Linked DNA regions of Rattus norvegicus: region 2 is linked to region 1. The links are chromatin contacts, called in public Hi-C maps. All regions are on one chromosome and are shown on one strand. The core of a region is the stretch at or near the end of the contact, and the rest is flanking DNA. Distances in the headings are between cores, read along the strand shown.

Region 1 (7,518 bases), core at 2,886-5,385:
GGACAGGTGTAGTATGACCAACCTAGAAGGCAGTGCAGGCGATGAGGAAGAAGGTGGTCCAAACTGGCTCTCAGAGCACCCACCCTTCCACTGTGGGAAATGAAGAGAGAGCCAGCAGCTTTGCAGAGGGGCGTATGACTATGGAGGGCTCCAGCTAAGATCTGGAGAGGGACTCTGCACCTGCTGGTTGTGATGGATGCTGTAAAGGAGATTCAGTGGAGGCTGCCTGTCTACAACCTCTCAGTTCCCAGAGACCCAGAGAGACAGAGCTCAGAAAGTAGGAGAGGCTAGAGCAAATGGAGCGGGTCAGGGCAGGAGAGCCAGTCGAATAGACACAGATAGAAGGCTAGGCAGGTGCAGCCACCAGCAGTAAGGTGGGACAGAAGGGGCCTAGGGGTCATTGGTCCAGCTAGAGTGGGGGCTACCAAGAACGTGGGGGACAAATGGGAGAAAAGAGGCAGCACGGACCAGACAGACCCTAAGTGCTAGGATGAAAAACAAAATGGCGGGCGGGTCCCAAAGAGCACAAAGTGGACACAAGACGGGCAGGAGTGGTGGGCAGACTGTAATTTCTGATAAGGCTCTCAGGCAGATAGCTAGTGACAGGAGCCACAGGACGAAGGGAGTGAGGGTGTCTCACAAGTGCCTCAGTGTTCGCAGGAAGTAGTTCCGTCCTCAGCTCATGGACACGTGACCTCTGCAGAACAGACCCTGCAGCGTGAACCATGAACTCTCATTTCTCTGCGAGCACCGGGGCCCAGCCCTGACTTCTGCAGCACCCAGTCATACAGACACCACCGCGGTCACCCCGAGAAGGCCGGCAGCCATGCGCCACACTCACTGGGCACTGAGTCAAGCAACCGATGGCCTCCGAACGAACTCCAGCATTGGGTGGTAAAGCCACAAGGATGCTGCTGCTAAACCGGACTCGGGCGCTAGGGGAAGTTTTGAGGCTCTCCTCGCCAGATTCCATTCAGATTACTGGAATTTTTCTACTTCTTCCAACACACTTTCACACACGGACAATCTGCGAAAACGCTCTGTTGTAAAAATTTAGGTTCATGAACACCCAGGAGTGAAACAACCGAAAACAACAGTTGCCTCAGCTGTCAGTCCAGTGAAATATCAGGAAGTAAAGGACTTTTCTGAGTAAAAGGACTCTGTGTGTGTGTGTGTGTGTGTGTGTGTGTGTGTGTGTGTGTGTGTGTTCCAAGACAAAGTCTCACTGTGTAGTCCAGCCTGGACTTGAATCTACAAGTTTCTGACTTCAGCTTACCACAGGTTTGAGCTTCATGCCTGGCTTCTTCCTTTTCTTAAAACAAACAAACAAATAAACAAACAAAAAACAACTTTTTTAAAAAGCAAATGCACATACATTTTGAATTGAGAAGTCCTAATCTCAGGTGACTAGCATGTGTGCACACATGTGTGCGCGTGCTCACGCACACACACACACACACACACACACACACACACATACACACACAGAGAGAGCCTTGGAAAGCAACTCGCTCAGTTACTGCTATGGCAACTGAGCTTAATATCTAAGGCAGAAATTCTTAAAGTATATCCGGTGGTATGTGCACCGTGAGGCTCTGTGCAAAGCAGTTTCCCTGGAGACCAGCCGAGATAGAAACTAGACCCACGTGGGGTCCACCCAACACACAGCTACACAAAGGTGTCAAAGGCCCTGAGATGGCCTCCCAGAAGAAACCTTCAAAACCTTGATAACCTCTGGTTATTTGACCCTGTAACACTCCACTTCCTTCACTGATTGAAGAACTCACTTCAAACAGCGACCCCCACTGCCCAGCCCCTCACCAGAAGGACCACATGCAATCAAATGTGTTAAATGAGTCAAGAGCATGTAAAAACATTTGGAGGTTTGTTTGTTTGTTTGTTTGTTTTTACTAAGAAGCCAAGTCCAGCAGGACATGGTGGCTGATGCCTTTAATCCCAGCACTTGGGAGGCAGAAGCAGGTGGATCTCTTTGAGTTAGAGGCCAGCTTGGTCCTTATTGTAAGTTCCAGGGCAGTCAGAACTACATAATGAGAGTCTGTCTCAAAAAGAAGAGGAGGAGGAGGAAGAGGAGGAGGAGGAAGAGGAGGAGGAGGAAGAGGAGGAGGAGGAAGAGGAGGAGGAGGAAGAGGAGGAGGAGGAAGAGGAGAAGGAAGAGGAGGAGGAGGAGGAGGAAGAGGAGGAGGAAGAGGAAGAAGAGGAAGAGGAGGAGGAAGAGGAGGAGGAGGAGGAGGAAGAGGAGGAGGAGGAAGAGGAGGAGGAGGAGGAGGAAGAGGAGGAGGAGGAGGAAGAGGAGGAGGAGGAAGAGGAAGAGGAGGAAAAGTAAAACCCTTTCTTGAGTCACAGACTCTCTCTCTAGCTGCATGGGTTTCCTGCTGGGCACTGCCTAGCTGCCCATCCTGTAAATGTAACCAGCCCCATTTATTTCCATGGGCTGGAGAACCTTTGTGAAAGCATCCCTCACTGGGTCCCTGCTTCCAGATCCTGCTCTTCTGTGGTGGAGGCCAGTAGAGTAACACTACCAGGCCAGGCTGCTCCTCACTGGGATGGACATAGCCAAGGACGGGGGTGGGAGTGGGGTCTACAGTTTTAGATGAGCCTTACAAGCAGGAGATGCCCCAGGGTTCCTTCTAGGTGCTCAGTGAACATGTGACTTGCCCTAAGCCAAGTCTTTGCAGAGCTACCCTTTCCCCTGAGAGAGACTCACACAAGCCTTGTTTACTGAGAAGGGGTCAGAAAAGACCAAAGAGATCTACCTAGGCCCCGCCCCCACAAAAAATCCTTGCCTTTGGACTCTGACCTGCCCGCAGAAAGCAAGTTGCAAGCCCCTCCCCTGGAATCCCATTGTTACCCTGGCTAAGTTGGCTCTCTGCCCGGGCCCCCAAGCATGAAGCCCCACAAGCAACATTCTTTCATTTTTCTTTTTAAAATCTAATGCTAAGGAGAACCGTGGCAGTGGTACAGCCGCACCAGCACAACCTAAATGGTTTCCATTTGGTTCTGGCTGTAGGTCTGGGTGCCAGGTCCGGTCTAAACTCCTGCGGTCAGGTCTGTTTTGTCACGTTGTGAGCAACCCCAAACCCTTCCTGTATTTCTGTGGAATAAGAATCACCCGAGCAAGAGTCCTTCACACTGTTTGACAGGTCCATACTTTTCCCTTATCCGAGTCTAGAATGGGCTTTGCAGATGAGCAGGACTTAATGCTTATTCTGAGAGCGACAGACAAGCCTGCCTTCCCTCCTTCATGAACTCAGAGGGTCCCTTAGGGCACTCCTGAAACTTTCAGATCTCAGGTCCTTAGGCGATTACAACAGGCAGGGCGGGTGTTAGGGTCGAGCACGTTTGGGAAGTGAAATAAAGGGATGTGCCCCTTGACTCCTTTTGGCGTGGCAAGGGTTAAGTCAGACGGCTCCGGCCACAGACTAGGGAGGCTGGACCTCGGGCAGCCGACGCTGTCCCGAGCAAGCGTTCAGCTTTGGGCCCTCTCCAAGCCGGCTACATTCCAGAAGTAGCTCCGCTCGCAGGTTCCGCTGCGACTTTGGAAAACTCTGAGTCAGGCCCCCTTAGTCCAAGTCTGTGACAGAGGCGGATGAGGAGAATGAATGGCCCGCCCCCCTCCGGGCGGTAAAGCCGCACAGGCGTCCCAGGCGCTGGCCGGGTTGGCCGCGTTGGGAACCCGTCGGCCACTGCCATGATCCTCGGTCCAGAGAGGCGGTGGACTTGATGACCTGCAGTCCGTGCCCACCGACCGCCCCGGATCCCCACGCCGCACTGGTCCGCGGGTACCCTTGGCTCTCTCCCCGCATCCGGGAGTTAGGGGAGGCCCCGGCGAGAGTTAGAGCCCGGGAACGGCGGCAAAACAGGGCAGGTGCGGGCAGCAGCAGAATGTGGGGACCCGGGCGGGGGTTGTGCCTGCGGCTGCAGCGCGGCGCACGTGCGCGCCCGGAGTTACCTTTGGGCGCTCGCAGGTGTCCTCTCCAGTCCTTGCAGCAGCACAGCCCCATGGCACCGCCTCTCCCCGGCCGCTCGCCTCCGCTCCCCGCCCCCGTCGACACCCCCGGAGCGGCCTGGCTGGCCCGCACTAGCCCCCTGGGCTCGTGGGGCGAACCGGGACTCCGTTCTCTCCCTGGTCCTCGCGAACGCGCAGATCACGCCGCGCGCCGCTTTTATGCTCGTCTCGGACGGCGCCCTGCCCACGGCCCGTTACTCTCCTCCGGCGCCGAGCCATGCGCACCCAGCGGCCGCCAGGGGGCGCTGCGTTAATCGCTCCACTCTCCCTAGTCAGCTTCAGAGCCCACCAAGGGCGGCGCGACCACCGAAGCCCGGTCGCTGGGCGCAAGCGGGTGAAGTGTCCTTGCACGACAAGGATGGCTCCTCCCCCTCCACCATCCTTTGAACAGTCACCACAGCCTTCTGCAAGACTGAAAGGGGGGTGTAGTCTACAGCCACCTGGCTCTTTCTCAGTCCACCTGAACTATGTGTTCAGTCGCCAAAAAACAGAAAAGTTTGCACTGGGTAGATCGCTTATCCTAGTGGGACTGTTTCTCTCTCTGAAAGATCACTCGGCTCAATGTAAATGTTGCGTACACACACACATACACACACACACACACACACACACACACACACGGAGAGAGAGAGAGAGAGAGAGAGAGAGAGAGAGAGAGGATATAAATATATTTTTTTCTCTATTCAGAAAGCTAATACCCCGGGACCCAGCAACTCCATTCCCTAGCATGTGCCCCACAAGAATTCTTGTCCACATGGCTAGGGAAACTATGTATAGGGGCCATTCATTGCAGCCTTGCTGGCAACTGCTTAACACTGGAGCCAGCAAAATGTTTCTCAGTAAAGGGATTCTCTAATACAAGGAGATAAAGTGAAGCATGATCGTTGGTGTGAATCTACTGAGATGGATTCGATAGTGCTCACGAGACACAGGCCACCAGACTCTATTCTAGGCACTTGGGAGGTGGAAAACCAGCGTTGCTTCTTTTTGGAATGGGTGTGTGTGTGTGTGTGTGTGTGTGTGTGTGTGTGTGTGTGTGTGTGTGTGTGTGTGTAAGAAGCAAAGTGGGTGTTATGAGGCTAGAGGCTAGTTTTCTTTATGGTGCCAAGGTAACTGTGTAACATTCAGGTGAGACAAATCATATTCTCTCAGTATTTGTTTGCACAGGTTCATTAAGTTTTCTGCTTACTTTTGTGTGATGCCGAGGAAGACAGAACCCAGGACTCAGAAGCCCAGCCCCCACCCCCCTGCCAAGAGTGCTCTGTTGGTGTTGTTTCTTCCAGTCACTACTAGCATCTGCCTCTGCCTGGCTCTGACGCAAGGCTGTGGCCTTAGGCTGGACTGGGACCTCTCCTTTCATCTCCCAGCACAGAGGTGTTTAGATAGAGTATGTGACACAGTGTGCTAGGAGACCAAAGCTGTCCACTGTGAGCAGAAGAGCTAAGCAGACAAGGAGGATTGCTGACTGGGGCAAGCCAGGGAAAGGTTTTCCCAAGTCTTCATTCAAAAGGGAGATTAACGACAGCAGGCAGATCTCTGTCTCCCTCTCTTTGACTCCCTAGAAAGACTGGGGTGGGGCTTTGGGAGAGTCTCAGGGTGTCTGCTGCAGATCCAGAATGTTTTCACTCCTTGGGACTTGGAGCTTACAAAGAGAGCACCAGGGGAAAGCCAGCCAGCCCTGACTTCTGGTTGCTGCCAAGTCACTGATACGGTGTTAGCACCAGGCAAGATCACTTCGTCACAGACAGCTTAATGAGGCCCCAGGAATTCCAGGCTGGAGCTCCCAGCATTCAGGGAGAGGATCCGAGGGGGAGCAAGCCCCTGGGGGAGTTGTTCAACGGCCAAGTACTACATTTGGGAAGCAAGATTTAAAAGAAAACATCATCGTAGTAGCCATTGGAGGTCGCTTGTTTATCTTTCTAAGAGGAAGTGGGAAAGCCGCATCGTTGGAATGAGCCTGTTACGGACAGTCAATGTTCTCATTGCACCATTCAAATGTATTTTGGGATACTGGACTTTTCAAAACGATTTTTAATACCAGCTCCTAGGCAGTTGGGCAGACAAATGGGAAGCCAGTAGCTCTATCGTTTCTCTGGTTTCAAACCCCTTAATTCTTGGGTATATATTGTGTTTTTTTTTTAAATAGTTTTTCTGTTGTAAGATATCCTCAAGTGAAAAGGAAAATAGCATTCACTAGATACTTCCTACCCTGTGCCATGCCATTCAGAGAGGTTAATATCTGTTAACTATAAAAAATAACCCCACTAGGCACCTGCTATAATATTCCACTTACAGAAGAAAAGAAAAAAGGAATTGGAATTTGAGAAGGGGAAGAGACTTGCAGACTTGCTTCAAGTCAGGGAATTGAGGATGGGCTGACCAGCCAGGCAGGTGGATGAATGGATGTGCGAATAGGTTGGTAGAGGAAGATTAATGATGGATTGGCGGGTTAGTGATCAGATAGATGTGTGGCTAGGTGGGCGGGTAGGTGAGTGGATGAATGGGTGGATGGTCAGATGCATGTGTGGAGAGGTGGGTGGGTCAAGGGGTGGATTAATAGATGGATAGGCGGATGGATGTGTAGATAGGTGAGTGAATGGATAGATGATGGAGTAGATGAGTGAGTAGATGGCTGAATGGAAAAATAGTTGAATAGAAGGTTGGATGGATAGAGACTGATTGGTTAGATGAATACGTGCATAGGTAAATGGATGGATTAGCAAGTAGATGGATGGCTATGGGGATGAATGGAAGTGAACAGATGAATATATGCTGGTCAATGGGTAGTTAAAAATATGGATGAATGGATGGATGATTGGGTGGGTGGATGGGTGGATGGTATTTCCTAAGTTTGGTCCAGGGTCTTAGGCTACAACAGGAAAAAAAATTACACACTAAGCACAGAATTTGGTTAAAAATATAGTTTCCTGAACATAGCTCTGCACCCCAAATAATGTGATTCCAAACTTTCTGGAAATGAGCCAGTATCAGGACCATTTAATTTGTTAAGGCTCCAGGCTCAATCCACTCTGGAGTGGGAATGAAGGTAGCCCCTATACACACCACAGGGCACAGGCGCCTTAGCTACGATGGCGAATTACAGGAGGAAGGCAAGATGACAGCTGGGAGTGTACTATAAGTAGGAGTTGCCCCATCTGCCCAGAGCACCTCCTACAGTCCTGTTTTTTCTGGAATCCAGAGGGCAATCGTGAGCTTGCACAGCTGCTTTTAAGATGGCTGAAGCTGCCAGGTTTTCAATCCTGAGCCCTGGTGAGAGATATAGATCAGGCCATTCAGGGAGTTCCTTAGGAGCTTCCAGGCTTGCTGGTTATAGTTATCTGCAGGAGTTCAGTTGGTCCCTCCCACAATACCCAAGTAATGATGCCATCTCGGGGTAGATTCAACCCTGGGCAGCTTGAGAAATGGCAGAAGTGGAGAATGCCATCTTTACTGCAGGTACTGCTTGGGGGGGGGGGGAGGGGCACACTATG
Region 2 (7,518 bases), core at 1,779-4,278, 45 kb before region 1:
GTGCCAATAGAGCCCATTCCCAGAAGCCTGCTGGATGGGACACAGTACCATGGTCCCCTTCCTTCCTGTGCTGGAGACCATCCGCATACACTCTCCTTCCAAGCCTCCCCTGTCAGTTGAGAGTGGTTCAAAGGCCTACACTGTGCTCCTCTGTTCTTCCCAAGGAGGGCTGTGTAGGTAAGGAATGGTGTAACTAGGCTTACTATAGGCACCCGGATAGGCTGGTTTGCACACTGGACATCCCCCCTGGATAGCCCACTCTTTGCCACTCTCTGATACAGTCATTCAAGGTTCTGTCCCCACTCACTGCATCCCAGAGAGCCACCTGGCTCCTGACTCCTGTTCTACACACAAGCTGACATCCACCCTTGTGGAAGCCTACCAGTTGATGGGTCCACCCAAGCCTGCCAGTTGATGGGTCCACCCACTCCAGACCCCAGAAAAGGTAGTGTTATTTTCCAAGGAAGGTAGCCTAGGGGCGGACTGCTCTGAGCTCTGCCCCTTACAGCTTTCTAAGCCCCGCCCCTTGCAGCTCTCTAAGCCCTGCCCCCTGAAGCTTTCCACGCAGCCAGCCTAAGCTTGATCCTTTACCTTTTCAGGCTCCTCTGGTACTCAATCCTCTGGTGACACAGCTCCGCCCTGAGCTCGGCCACCTGGCCCTGGAGAGCCCGGCAGCGGCGAACATGGGCCTGTGAGGGACTGCCCGGGTCATTGGGCTCACTGCTGCCACTGCCCACACATGCCTCATCCAAGCTGTGGCCCAGGTCCGGGGACGGGTGGCCCTCACTGCTGCTGGGGAGAGGAGAGGGCTCGAGTGCCCACTCAGTGTGTAAGGAGCTGCAGGCAGAAGAGTTGCTGGCCCGGCAGGCAGTGCAGCTGCCGATGGAGGCCTCTCGGGAGGATGAGGCTACAGACCATGCCGTGCTGGCCACGCTGGCAGTGCTAGAAAGGTGGCTGGATGGTGGCACGTTATCATAGGTGGAGAGTCTCTGTGCTGAGCCTGTATCCTTAAGCCGGTCCCCTGATGAGGCCCGACGGTGGCTGCGAAGAGACGATAGCCCGTTTATGAGCCAGTTCCCACCAGAGGAGATGATGGGTACCTCTAAGGATGAGCTGACCCCCTTTGGGCTCTCTGACCGGGACCCCTGCTGCCGAAAAGAAGACTTCCAGCCAGGCAAAGTATGCATCCTCTTCCCAGGGCTGGTGGCCGCAGGGCCGGCTTGGCTGCCAAGGCGTGGCGGAGAAGTTCTAGAGAGCACTGCTGCAGCTGGCCCATCCAGAGAGGAAGTCCTGTGTGTGGGCAAGCCAGAGCTCCCAGGCTCGCCCTGGTGGTCTCTGGTGACCTCTTCAGAGCCCCACTCTACTGTGCCCTGGACAGTACCACGTGGTGAAGCAGGTTCTTCAAAGGAGGGCGTGGCAAAGAGCTGTCCGTGTTTTCGGATGAGGACAGTCATCAGATGCTGAACCAAAGATGTGCCTGGGGTACAGAAGGAAGGGAGAGGTTGGCTGCCAGTGCCACGGCCCACGCCTCCAACACACTCAGGGCTGACTCCAGCTCACGCACAGCAGGAACACCAGCTGGGTTCTGCAGGGCACCTTCGCCTGTGTCTGAATGAGAGCCATCATACCAGACAGTATCACGCACAGACAGGACTATGCCCACAAAGCCCCTGAGTGTGGAGGAAGCCTAGCTCACCACAGATAGGAGGAGGTAGGTCACACACACACACACACACACACACACACACACACACACACACACTCGCATACATCCTTTTTAAAAATTACTTCTTTGGTGGCTCAGCAGTTAAAAATACTTCTTAAGTATTTTTAAGTATTCTTAGTTCTTGCAGAGGATCTGGGTTCAATTCCCAGTACCCAAATAGGGGCTTACAACCATCCACACCTCAAGTTCCAAGGGACACATGCCTTCTTCTGACCTCAGCAGACACCAGACATGCTCATGGTACACAGACATACATGCCAACACAGCACTGATACACATTTTAAAAATGAAAAATTTTAAAAGATTTTATTTATTGCATGTATATAAGTGCTTATCTGCATGTGCACCTGCAGGCCAGGAGAGGGCATCAGATCCCATTATAGATGGTTGTGAGCCACCATGTGGTTGCTGGGAATTGAACTCAGGACCTCTGGAAGAGCAGGTAGTGCTCTAACCACTGAGCCATCTCTCCAGCCCCGAAATAAACTGTTTAAAAAGCATTTATATGAGTATTTTACTGGCATGTATTTATGTGTACCACATGTGTGTCTAGTGCCTGTGGAGGTTAGAAGAGAATGTCAGATTCCCCTGGAACCAGAGCTACAAATCGTGAGCTGCCATGTGGGTGCTAAGAACAAAGCCTGAGCCATCTGAGAGAGCAGCAAACGCCACCAAGGCTCTAGCCCTGTAAATGTGTGTGACTATATGTGTCACATAAATACACGTGTTCAGTGTTGCCCACCCATCCCTCCCTCCACCAACCAATCTAGGAGCTCGGTCGGTATGGGGCCCAGCAGTAAGGACAGGGTGATGGGAAGTCTACAGTGTCCATTCTGCAGACTTGTTCTCCCAGCTGCCTGCAACCAAATACCAGAGTATGGAGGTTCACCATGGGTGAGGAAGACCGTGGTGTAGGGGACTCCCCACAGTGTGCAGTGATCCAGGAAGAAATACAGAAGGTATATAGATGATAGATAGATAGATAGATAGATAGATAGATAGATAGATAGATAGATAGATAATCTCAGTCAGGAAACTGGGCCCTCCCAGAATGGGCTATGAGGCTGCTGCCAGTGTCCAATTTGGGGCCCATGTCCTGGGTCCTAAACCAGGGCCTCCTGAGTGTCCCCACCACTAGATGTGAACATCCTGTGTGGGCAGCATGGTTCTTGCACTGGCTCTGTTGGGGACAGTCTTCCCAAAGGCTTGTGCATTCTTGTTTTCACTCCAGCCTCTCCATGTGGGTCCTGTGCAAGTTTGGCTGGCAGGCCCCTGGTGACTCATCTCACCTCGCTTGGCCTCCATTCCGTCATCCGGGACTTAAGGGCAATTACCACACTGAGGCTGGGTGTGAGGGTGGCACAGGAGGCTGCTTTGACCCTTTCTCACCTCCTTCCCTTTCTGAGACCTTGTCTCATGTGGTCCAGGCTGCCCTCAAATTCCTGGACTTGAGTAGTTCTCCGGCCTTAGCCTCACCATGTTGCTTTTCAAAAACAACATCACATTACTACTTATCGCAAAAGAGAAGTTTACGGGCCTGTCTGTCATCCAGGGACCTGAGACAATCACGTGCCTGTGACAGTAAAACAAAACAATCCACGTGGGCTCCAGGACAGGGATCCCGGCTTCCCAGCTGCCCTGTCACCTCTAACCACTGGCTATCCCAATGTTTTCCACAGATCAGCTGCTAGCGGCCCCAAAAGGAGGGCTGGAGGGGAGGAAGTCTTGTCCCCGAAAATAGAGACAGACATCTAAGCTATTGATCTCCTGGCCTGCTCTGGAGCCCAAAGCCCCCCAAGCCAAGCCACCTCCTCTTTACCTTCCATGATGGTGACTGGATCCTCCACCTGTGGCCGGAGGATGTTAGGGCCAAAGACAGTTGCCAAGTTCTGGACGCTCATCTTGTTGACGTCTGAGTGGGCCTGCACTTCATCCAGAAACCTGCAAAAGAGAGAAGAAGCAATTGGTGAAAACAGCGAGTTCTAAACTCTAGTCTGCTGTGAGCTCTAAAGCCTGCCTGGCCACACCCACCAAGCCACACCCTCTTCATCTACTCAATTGGACACCACCTCGCCACCCACCACACTAACACTCCTAGCCACACCTCTCAGACATACCCACCCACCACACCATCCGCATGATGCCCACTCCAGCCAGCCACCCACATACTCTGTCCTTCCGTCGGACCACACCCCCACTTAGATCGTCACAGCTATGAACAGGCAAACCCCAGAAATATCCACACAAAGCCCACCCCATCTTTACCCATTCCTTACCCACTACGCTATTATGCTACCTCCAATACCCGGTCATTTCCTGCACCCACCCAGCCTACAGCTTCATATATGCATTACCTCTAGCCACACCCTTTACCCCCAGCCCCCACCACGTGGCCCAACCTTTGTGCCCTCACACCCCATTCCACCCCCACACTCAGCCAGACCTCCCGGACTTCCCATGGTTGCTGGATATGGTGAGGTGTCTATACCTGATCAAGACAGAACATCCCCTGAGGTCTAAGACTATCATGAGGAATAAAGGCCAAGGGACACGGTTTGGTTATCCCTGGTGCAGAAGACAAAGGCCCCAAGAGCTGAGCTCCCACCTGACACTGGGTGAATGTCATCTCTGCAGACTCCTATCAGCACCCAGAATGAGGGTACACAAGGGTATGTACCTCATGAAACGTATATCTCATTAAGGGGTATATGCCTTCGGGGAAGGAAAGTGAGAGGTACCCAGGAGGGCAGAGGAATCATTCACTGACTACCTCCTACAGCTCTGTGTTTTATCCACACTCCTTGCCATCCCAACACTTGGTGAGGCAGTGCTGAGAGGGTGAATGGCCCTTCTGTACAGCTTTGTCTCTCCCGGGGTGGAGGGAGTGAACTCAGAGCCAGGAGCAGCCCCACCCCAAACGGGCCGCTTACCTGCAGATGTATCTGAGCAGGTTGTAGTTGGCCTGAGGAAGGTTGCTCACTTGTTTCGCCAACTCCACGGTCCCCTTGTGAAGAAAGGAAAAAGAAAACATTTCAGACACCAGCAGTAAGGCCTCCTCTGAAGGGATGACCGTGACACAGGAGAAGGGACGTGTGGCCCGTCCCGGATGACCTCCTCCCATGTCTCCAAAGTGTGACTGTGACCTCTGGAGGAGACTGATTTTCTTCCTGGGAGCTGGGGTGAGGGGTGAGCCTCTGCAAGGACACGGAGGAATGTCTCAGCCCACTTATCAGGGCGCAAATATTTGCCAGATAACTCTCATCCCCCCACCACACACACACACACACACACACACACACACACACACACACACACACACACGGTCACAAAGGAGGCTGTCTTTTCTGCTGTGGCAGCTCAAAGCTGCAGATGGCTAGGAGGGCAGCGTGAAGGGCATGGGACTGAGACCCGTCCTGGGAACTATCTTAACTTCAGGTAACAGGGCTCCTTGGTCACCGAAACCTCGGAAGCCTGAGTCTGTAGGAGACGATGGGAGAACAGAAGCACCCACTGCGAGAAGGCCAGAACTGGGTGGGCAGCCTGGGTTCCACCCCCACTTCTACTTCCGTGAGAAACTTCCAAGGAAAACAAGAGCGCTACGCAGAGTGCACAGCACTTAGGGGGTCCCCTCTCCCCAACACAGCGATTGATAAGTCCTGACTCCACATGCCCTCTGCCCGGCAGCCTACCCCCAGGATGTGTCCCGTCCCGAGAGGCACTGACCTCCCCCTCGTCCTTGGTGAGCAGCTGGGCGCAGCTGAGGAAGTCCTCATACCTGGCGAAAGGGATGACCGGCTCCGGGAGCTCCCGAAGGTAGAGCTTCAGCAAGGAGGCCACTGTGTGCACGTCTGTGGTGCTGGGATGAGGAGGGAGACATGAGTGTGAGCATGGGCCCCAGGCAGCTGCACGACTAACACGTAGGCTACACTTCCCATGCCCCCCTGCATACAGCTAGGCTCCTCTGGAGCCAGCCGCAGCTGCCCCCGGTCAAGGTCAGGCCCAGGCTGCCCATAAGTACAGGAGGTGGGGCCCCTGCGGGGAGTGCGACTGAGCTGCCAGAAGCTCCAGCTTGTGTGAACTCATCGACCACACACCACTGGCTCAGAATCTAGCTACTGTCTAGTCCAGCATTGGGAGTGAGGGAAAACCCTCTTTTGTGATCCTAGTGTGCGGCTTCTCTACACACGGTGTGGGACTTGGGAGATGTTCTGTAGCACAAGCCATGGGGCAAAGCCGTTCCACTCACGACAGTTGCTCTGGGTGGAAGGAATTACCTGTGAGCTGGATCCGCTCACAGGAAACTCTCATGGTACAGCCAAGCCTTTGCTTGAGCTTGCTCAGCTCATGGCTGACGTGGGGAATCTGTATCAGAGGGATGCCACCTTCCTGCAGAGAGCAGGCACTGGCAGGACAGGTGAGAGGTCAGGCCCTTGCCTCTGGATGTCCACAGTAGGACTTAGTCTCCACTACCGGCTCAGAGATGCCTCCGCTGACGCTGTGTGTGTGTGTGTGTGTGTGTGTGTGTGTGTGTGTGTGTGTGTGTGTGTGTGTGTTCAAGCCCAGCTTAAAGTTCCTCACAGGAAGCACTTGGAGAAGATGGATCAGGGACTGACAGACAGACCTTGGCTGTACCACACACACCCAAGACCCACACGTGTGGAGCTCTTCCCTAACCTCCCTGGTTTAGCCAAGCATGCCGCTGCTCACTGCCCACGGCCTTCTCCTGGGCCACTCTCTCCATCCACACAGGAGGCCAGTATCCTTGCCAACTGGGACTCTTCAAGGTCAGCAGCAGCTCAAGAAGACAGGAAGTGGGACTGGTTACGTGGCACTCCCCCTCCAGTCCACAGACCTTCCAGCCTGCATCCCTGCTCAAAGCTCCCTCCCTTAGCCACCCTTCCTTCTTTCCACCTACTATCCTTCACCCGCAGAGACCCATTGCTCAGCTGGACCCTTGGCCCTTTTTTCCTCACACCCTGGCTCTCCCCATGGGCTTGCTCTGCAGTCTTCTATCCACACTCACTGCTGAGCTCTTCATGAACACGTGACTCCGATGTCCCCAAATTCCCTTCTAACACCACTGTGAAACCACCCCATCCCAATCACATTCTCACTAGCACAGAGGAGAGCATTCCAGGTCGATGCCTGGGCCCACCAGCCTGGGTATCTCACAGTGTATGCTGAGGCCATAGAAGGCCCAATGGGTCAGCGGACCTGCTCTGGTCAAGTCAGCTGTCTCCACCGCCCATGCCCCAGCTGCAGCTTCCCGTTCTCTCTCCGTTTCCAAAGACACCTTCTTGCCCATGCCCACAACAGCATCCATCCGGAACGAAGGCCTCACCTCTTAACTGTCTCCAACAGTGGGGGGTGACATATAGACATCCTCCTTACACACACACACACACATACACACACACACACACACACACACACAGAGAGAGAGAGAGAGAGAGAGAGAGAGAGAGAGAGAGAGAGGACTGAGAGAATGTTACTATGGAGAAAGAATAACTGGGTGAAACTTTCTTTTGTGTAAAGAAAGGCCAGAAGCAGTACCTGTACACGGGGCACAAGGGGCGGGGGTTGGGGGTGGGGTAAGTGATGCAGTACAAGGCAGAGTAAGTCTGGGAGAGGGAGCCCCATCATGCAAGCCCAGTTGGTTGGTGGAAGGACTCTCTGTGAGAGCTGTAGGGAGCAAGAGCTCTGGTGCCCACAGTGAGCAGGCCTCTATGAGTAGGGGACAGTAAAGTACTGAGGTGTCCCTGTGAGTGAGCTCAGAGCAGCAGAACCCCTGG

What was found. A called contact is a pair of places that touch in the nucleus more often than the background predicts.
Region 2: a contact with region 1 is called in a Hi-C map of Schwann cells, with 4 times the contacts expected there. The contact joins the enhancer-like site here to the promoter of Arhgap22 in region 1. A contact is called at or near these places in 10 of 12 Hi-C or Micro-C datasets (the A7r5 cell line, the Rat2 cell line, Schwann cells and 6 more) and 1 of 1 datasets of contacts at active chromatin or transcription factors (oligodendrocytes).

Annotation. Positions count from the first base shown.
Region 1 is chr16:8,584,641-8,592,158 of GRCr8, reverse strand. It overlaps Arhgap22 (Rho GTPase activating protein 22), which reads right to left and starts at 4,135. Exons shown (of 6, transcript NM_001107297.1): 1 at 3,971-4,135. The coding sequence starts at 4,022.
Region 2 is chr16:8,628,136-8,635,653 of GRCr8, reverse strand. It overlaps Arhgap22 (Rho GTPase activating protein 22), which reads right to left. Exons shown (of 6, transcript NM_001107297.1): 4 at 3,546-3,667; 5 at 592-1,477. Among named protein-coding and RNA genes, the nearest start is that of Arhgap22, 44 kb to the right of the region's middle. Within about 2 kb of position 3,028, at least 4 of the 93 cell types and tissues checked have an H3K27ac peak or open chromatin away from gene starts, as enhancers often do. A contact at or near this core is called in Schwann cells, where this site is marked.